Regions from separate parts of the Pan troglodytes genome. Here region 1 is linked to region 2. The links are chromatin contacts, called in public Hi-C maps. All regions are on one chromosome and are shown on one strand. The core of a region is the stretch at or near the end of the contact, and the rest is flanking DNA. Distances in the headings are between cores, read along the strand shown.

Region 1 (3,263 bases), core at 263-2,762, 190 kb before region 2:
ATTTGAGGAACTTGGGATGCTGACTATTAATTTTGTATGTCAGCAACTGCCCCTTCTCCTATCCCAAAGCACCAATTACTGCCCTCTGCCTCAGCAGTACCAGTATAAGATGACATTCCAAAGACTGGAGGCGACTCAGCCTGAGTTAATTCACAAAATTGTGCCATGCTGGGGCTTGAGCTTGAGCTTGGGCTTAGGCTTGGGCTCAGCTTTTGACCCTCAGGCATCTCCTTTCCCTTCCTGCCTTCCTCTCCCTTCTCCTCTGCTGCAGCATGATTTTCTTAATCTTCAGACACTCACTATTTTCATGAACAGTTACCCTCCGGCCCCACAACCAAAGACAACTCATGGCCTCCTTTGGCCCTTGTGTAACACTGCAAACCTGTGGCTTTGCAAAATGTATCCAGGTCACAAGGGGATTTTTTTTTTTTTTAGCAATGATATCCCTTTCTGGGTCACTTTTTAAGCTTATAACCAGACTTATAATCTTAAATGTATTTCCTTTGTTTAAGCTGCTGCTTCCTCTGTTTCACTGGATTGTGCTAGTTATCAGTGTCTCTTGGGTTCAAAGTAATAAAGAATTCCAAAACTGGAAAAATAAATAAATAAATAAAAATTAATGATAAACTTCCACTTCAGCAACGAATAGAACCTTTTCTCTTATTAAGTATGTGGTATTTTATGACATTTAAAATATATAAACTAGAGTGAAGCTTAAAAACAACACACAGGCAGGCTGAGAAAGATGACAATACATCCTCATTTGCCGGGACATTCCCAGTTTATGCCTGCAGTCACAGCATAATTATTAATAGCTTGAACTCTTTAATTTTCAGAAGCAAACTGCTTTGGGTAATAAATTATCCTGTCATTTAGTTCTTAACTCACAAAATGTATTCTTTAAGTTGACAGGTCTTAATTTCTTTTTTAACAGGCAGCAAGTTTTGCTAAATCAAACAACCAAATATAAATTAATCTTAGACATATACTTCAATGGTGTGGTGCCCACAGATTGAGAAAAGTATAAGTATCCCACCTGCTTCTAAATTCAGGTCATGTTGCTAATTCTAACTTTGTACTCCATAACATCACACATACTTCATTCATTCATGCACTCATTCTAAATAGTTACTAAGTACCTACTATGTGCTGATCTTTGTAATAGATACTGGGGAGAAAGTAATAGAAAAACCCCACATGTCTTATGGATTTCACAGTTCCTCTTACTTGAAATGTAAAGAACTTTAAGACTGATGCAAAGCTTTCTGCCTGGCTGTTCTTTCTCAACACTCACTTTGTCTGATTCTTTCCAAATAGGAATCTTTGTGCCAAACAGCTTAGTGATTTCTGCTGTTTTTGAAATTACTGAAATAATATAGTGTGAAACATTCCAGGTTTATAGCAGTTGTCCTAGTATAACTGGAATCAGAAGGAGAAGAAAAGCACCAAGAACAGTGAGAAAAATGATACTACTATAACCACCAGGTGGCATGTCTCACCACTTAGCTAATAAAGAGGGTTCTTGAAAACACCAGGGGAAAAACGTTTTCTCAGCCACTGCTCGGCCAACACCCTCCCCGCACTGGAGGCCCAACAGAAGGAATGTGCTTTATTAATCCTCCCAAGAAATGAAAATGATCCAATGACGTCCATGGCCAGACATAATAAAAGATGTAATTCAAGCTTAACAATGTTTAAGAACTGTATAAAATATTTAAAACTCCTTTAACACAATCCTTCTAGAATCAAAGGCCTAGGAAAGGATTACAGAAAGTAATCTTCCTAGTTTCCAAAAGCTTACTTTAAACCATTCTAAATTAATGGAAATCGGTCCTCCAGGTGCACTGTGCCTAGTGACTTTCACCATAGAAATCCCTTCTAAACATGTACTACTAACACTGTTCATCCTTTTATATTATTTGCACCACTTCATAATACCATATTTCATTTGGTGCTATTACTTCTACTGTTATAGGTATGAATCTAAACTCCTTTACTGAACTATGAGCTACCTGAGGGCAGAAATTATGTTTTATGCCTCTTTCAAATCATTTGCTTTAGAAACTAGCAGGATGTTGTATGGTGTAGCTATTTATGGCCCAACTCTATACTGCCCACTACCTGTTTTGGAAAGTCACTTTACTGATTCTCAGCTTTCTCATCATCATTCATTCATTCATTCACCCCATTATAAATTGAGCACCTCCTATAAGCCAGGTATTGTTCCAGATTTTATAAACCAAACAATCAAAAACTCCTCCCTACAAAGAATATTCTAGTGAAGAACTCACAGAAAATTAACAAAATATAACACAGTAAGTTAGACAGTGATAGTGCTATTTTTAAAACAGCAAAGATTTACGAGGAATGCTGAATGATGGGGGAGGGGGAACTAATCTGATATTTCAAATATGGTGGCCCAGGAGGCCTAAATCCAAGAGATCTGAGAGAAGTAGGGGAGAACATCCTATAGACAATGTGGGGGAAACGTATTCAGGGAGAGGAAGCAGCAGGCGCAAAGCCCAGGCACTGAAGCATGCCTGGAATGTCCGAAGAAAAACAAGGAGGGTGGTGTGGCTGCATCCGGTGAATGAGGAGACCAGTAGAGAATGAGATCAGAGGGAAAATGGAAGGCCAGATCACATGAGGATCGGTAACTCATCATAAGGACTTTTGCCTTTATTTAGAATGAAATGGCATGCTACTAGATGGTTCTGAGCCAAAGATATGATCTATCAGACTTCATTTTTAAAGTATCACTCTGGACGCTGTGTTGAAACAGAATGAGGGATGGGAAGAGTGAAAGCAGGAGGCCCTAAGGAGATGGTGGCCTGTACCTGGGGAATGGCAGGGATCAAGAGAGAAGTGATTTAATTCTGCATATATTCTGAAGACCTCACGAGATTTCCTTACTGTTTAAATAAACAGTGGAGTGTAAGAAAAAGAGAAAAGATTGAGGAAAATTCCAAAATTTTGGCCAATGGAGCTGCTGTTAAACAAGATGGAGGAGAGTGAGGAAAGAGCAGATCTGGAGTGCTATGCAGGAGTCAGTTAGGAAGAGGTTAAGTTTGAGATACCTGTTGGTCATCTCACCAGAGGCATGTTGAGTAGTTATATAGATGTGTGCCTGTGTGTACACACATATATATGTACATATATTCTATTAAATGGCTAAAATGAACTAATAGTGACAACACCAAATGCTGGCAAAGAGGCAAAAACAACTGAATCACTCATATACTGCTGATATCAGTCTATGATGG
Region 2 (3,099 bases), core at 72-2,571:
GTAAAACCCCGTCTCTACTAAAAATACAAAAATTAGCTGGGCATGGCGGCGCCTGGCTGTAATCCTAGCTACTCAGGAGGCTGAGGCAGGAAAATCGCTTGAAGCTGGGAGGCGGAAGTTGCAGTGAGCCGAGATCGCGCCAATGCACTCCAGCCTGGCAACAGAGCTAGATTCCGTAAAAAAAAAAAAAAAAAAAAAAAAAAAAAAAAGGAAAGAAACATTTTAATTCTCAGATTTACGGTATTCACAGATCCCTGAAGCTCCTCTTTCAATCCAGTTGTAAAATACACTTAAAACTTGCCTTATAGAAAGTGATTATTGGAAAATGGAATAGTGCATCTTTGTGTGTGTGTGTGTGTGTGTGTGAGAGAGAGAGAGAGAGAGAGAGAGAGAGAGAGAGAGAAAGACAGACAGACAGACAGAATCTCACTCCTTTGCCCAGGCTGGAGTGCAGTGGCATGAGCTTGGCTCACTGCAACCTCCGCCTCCCAGATTCAAGCAATTCTCCCGCCTCAGCCTTTCGAGTAGCTGGGACTACAGGCGCACGCCACCACGCCTGGCTAATTTTTGCATTTTTTAGTAGAGACTGGGATTCGCCATGTTGGCCAGGCTGGTCTGGAACACCTCAGGTGATCCGCCCGTCTCAGCCTTTCAGAGTGCTGGGATTACAGGCATGAGCCACCGCGCCCGGCCGAATACTGCATCTTTTAAGCTGCCTGTCTTCAGCGTCTTCGCCCCTAAAGGATTCACCCACTGAAGGATGAAGTGACTCTCAGGCCTGCAATTGTAAAACTAAATCTGAGTGACTGGACTGGAAGACTTCGATTCTGTAATCTATATAGCCTCTGAATCAGGCTTTCATAAGCCGCGCTATGAAGTAGAATTAATTTTCTGAGTGCAAGGATTTTTTTTTGTTTTTGGCAGAGGAGGTCTCACTATGTTGCCCAGGCTGGTCTCAAACTCCTGAACGCACCTCGGCCTCCCAAAGTGCTGAGATCACCGACCACCGCACCCGACCGAATGAGTCTGGTAAAAATCTTTATGCTTTAGATCCCTGAAACTTGGATGTACTTGTTAGCTCCAAGCTGAAGCCTTAGCTAAGGGATTTGGCCATTAGCCGAGCAACATAAAGTCCTCCCCGATCTTCTAACTCCTTTTGAATTAAATTAGAAAGCCATGACAAAACGATCGTTTTGTTGAAGGCCCACTCCGTGTACACGGAGTAGGCACTGAACTCACAGTTTGCTTCAGGTCATGTAAAGTCTCTCAGGAGTCCGTTCCTGCGCGGGCCCCACCTACGGGCTTCGAGCTTCCACGTGCAGGGCCTCTGGCTCCGCCCCCGGCGCAGTGCGCAAGCGCCGCTGCTTTCCGAGCTGCTTGCTCACTGTGCGCACCTCGCTGGGGGGTGCTGCTGTGTTCCTGAGGCTTCCAGGGAAGGCAGTGGGCGAAGGTCTGTACCGTGCTAAGATTGAGTCTGAGGAACTGACTGAGCAAAGAAGACAGCTCAAGGTTTGTGGGGAATGTGGCAGATGAGGAGAGGAGGGTTAGCAGCTAGTTTGGTGTGAGGTAAATTAAAATTAAGGAGTGAAGAATGTTAATTATGGGGAGTCTCAGACGCTACTCTTCTGGCTCGGAGCTTCCCGATTAAATTTATTTTTAAAAATAATAAAATTTTTAAAAATGTTAATTATCATTGATTCAGGGACTCTGGGGCCAAAGGTGGGCCTCCGAGGGCCAGGGCAGCCGACTCTACAGGTGAAATGTTTAGCTTTCCTCAGATGCGCGGGTTCCCGCGCTTTCGCGCTCCCTCTGCCCCCGCTGAGCCCCACGGAGCTGGCCCTGCGTCCTTGTTTGCAGCTGAGGAGAAACTCGCTGCTCTGAGGCAGCGAGAGGAGAGAGCGCCACAACTTGGTGGTGGCCTCCGCCTCGCCCTGGCTCCCTGGAGGCGCAGTTTGTAGTCAGCAGAAGGCAGCGCGGAGCAGCCGCGTTGCGCAGGGCGCGTGGGGATCTCCGTGGTGCGTGGGGATATCCGCGGGGGCGGGGAGGGGGTGGGGCCTCATGGAGGCCCCGCCCGCCCCGGGACCGCAACTCGGGACTCCTGTGGGACTCGCGACCCTGGAGCGCTAGGGCGGGGAACGCCGCCCGGGTGACTGGCAGTCCGTGCGCCTCGTTCTCCCCTGCAGAGCCCGCGCTCGGACCATGCCCGCCTGCGCCGGCTGTCTCGCTGCAGGAGCCGGTGGACGCGGGGGAGCCTCGGTAGGTGAGGGCGGCGCGGGGGTAGCTGGGCTCCGACGCGGGCGCCTGAGGGGAGCGTCCCCCGACTGCAGGAGGACTGGCGCGCCCGGGATGCGGTGCCGCGTGTCCCGGCGCTGTGGCTGTTGTAAGGCTGAGTGGAGGTTTTGCAGGGCTGCTTCGCCCTGGTGGCTCTTGGCTTCCTGGCTCGGCTCAGTGAAGGGAGTGAAACCCCTCGGGTCCCGGCGTGGTGCGGGTGCAGGAAGAGACTCCTGCCTCAGTTTCGTGTGAGCCGCGTCCCAAGCCCAGCCCTGCAGGGATCCTTTCAGGCAGTTTCCATCCTCTCCGCGCTCGGGGTTGAGTTTCCGCGTTTGGAATGCTCGGTTTGAGGCGCATGGCCACCGCGCTGGCTATGTCGGGAGACAGTGCCCAGGGATGATGTTCGAGAAAGTGGAGAGGCTGAGGTCGCTGGCAACTCGGAGACTTTGAAGATACCACGGTTCCCTTCAAGTTTAAAAATGGTGAGCTCTAAGTGCAGTGTGAAGCACCCCAACGCCCTAAGTGCACTGATTGCTTTTGGGGGTGATGGGTGAATATGGGACTGTTTCAAAGTATGAAGTAGAAGTGATACCATTATTCGCTTTTTTTATTTTTGAATTTCCTTTTTGACGACTATGTGTGTTGGTGGAGAAGGAATAGAAGTGATACAAGCTTTGGCGAGCGCGGTGGCTCAACGCCTGTAGTCCTAGCATTTTGGGAGGCCAAGGCGGGCGGATCGCATGAGCCCAGGAGTTCGAAACCAGCCTGGGCAACATGGGGAAACCCCGTCTCTACAAAAAATAATAATAATAGTAGTAGTAATAATAC

What was found. Hi-C and Micro-C count contacts between places; a contact is called where the count stands out from the background.
Region 1: a contact with region 2 is called in a Hi-C map of induced pluripotent stem cells, with 2.0 times the contacts expected there. The contact joins the enhancer-like site here to the promoter of TEX15 in region 2. A contact is called at or near these places in 5 of 7 Hi-C or Micro-C datasets (blood, induced pluripotent stem cells, lymphocytes and 1 more) and 1 of 1 datasets of contacts at active chromatin or transcription factors (stem cell-derived excitatory neurons).

Annotation. Positions count from the first base shown.
Region 1 is chr7:39,497,465-39,500,727 of NHGRI_mPanTro3-v2.0_pri, reverse strand. The region is part of intron 17 of WRN (WRN RecQ like helicase); the gene reads right to left. Among named protein-coding and RNA genes, the nearest start is that of WRN, 72 kb to the right of the region's middle. Within about 2 kb of position 1,512, at least 4 of the 24 cell types and tissues checked have an H3K27ac peak or open chromatin away from gene starts, as enhancers often do. A contact at or near this core is called in induced pluripotent stem cells, where this site is marked.
Region 2 is chr7:39,307,846-39,310,944 of NHGRI_mPanTro3-v2.0_pri, reverse strand. TEX15 (testis expressed 15, meiosis and synapsis associated) reads left to right here and starts at 1,321. Exons shown (of 11, transcript XM_054656628.2): 1 at 1,321-1,509.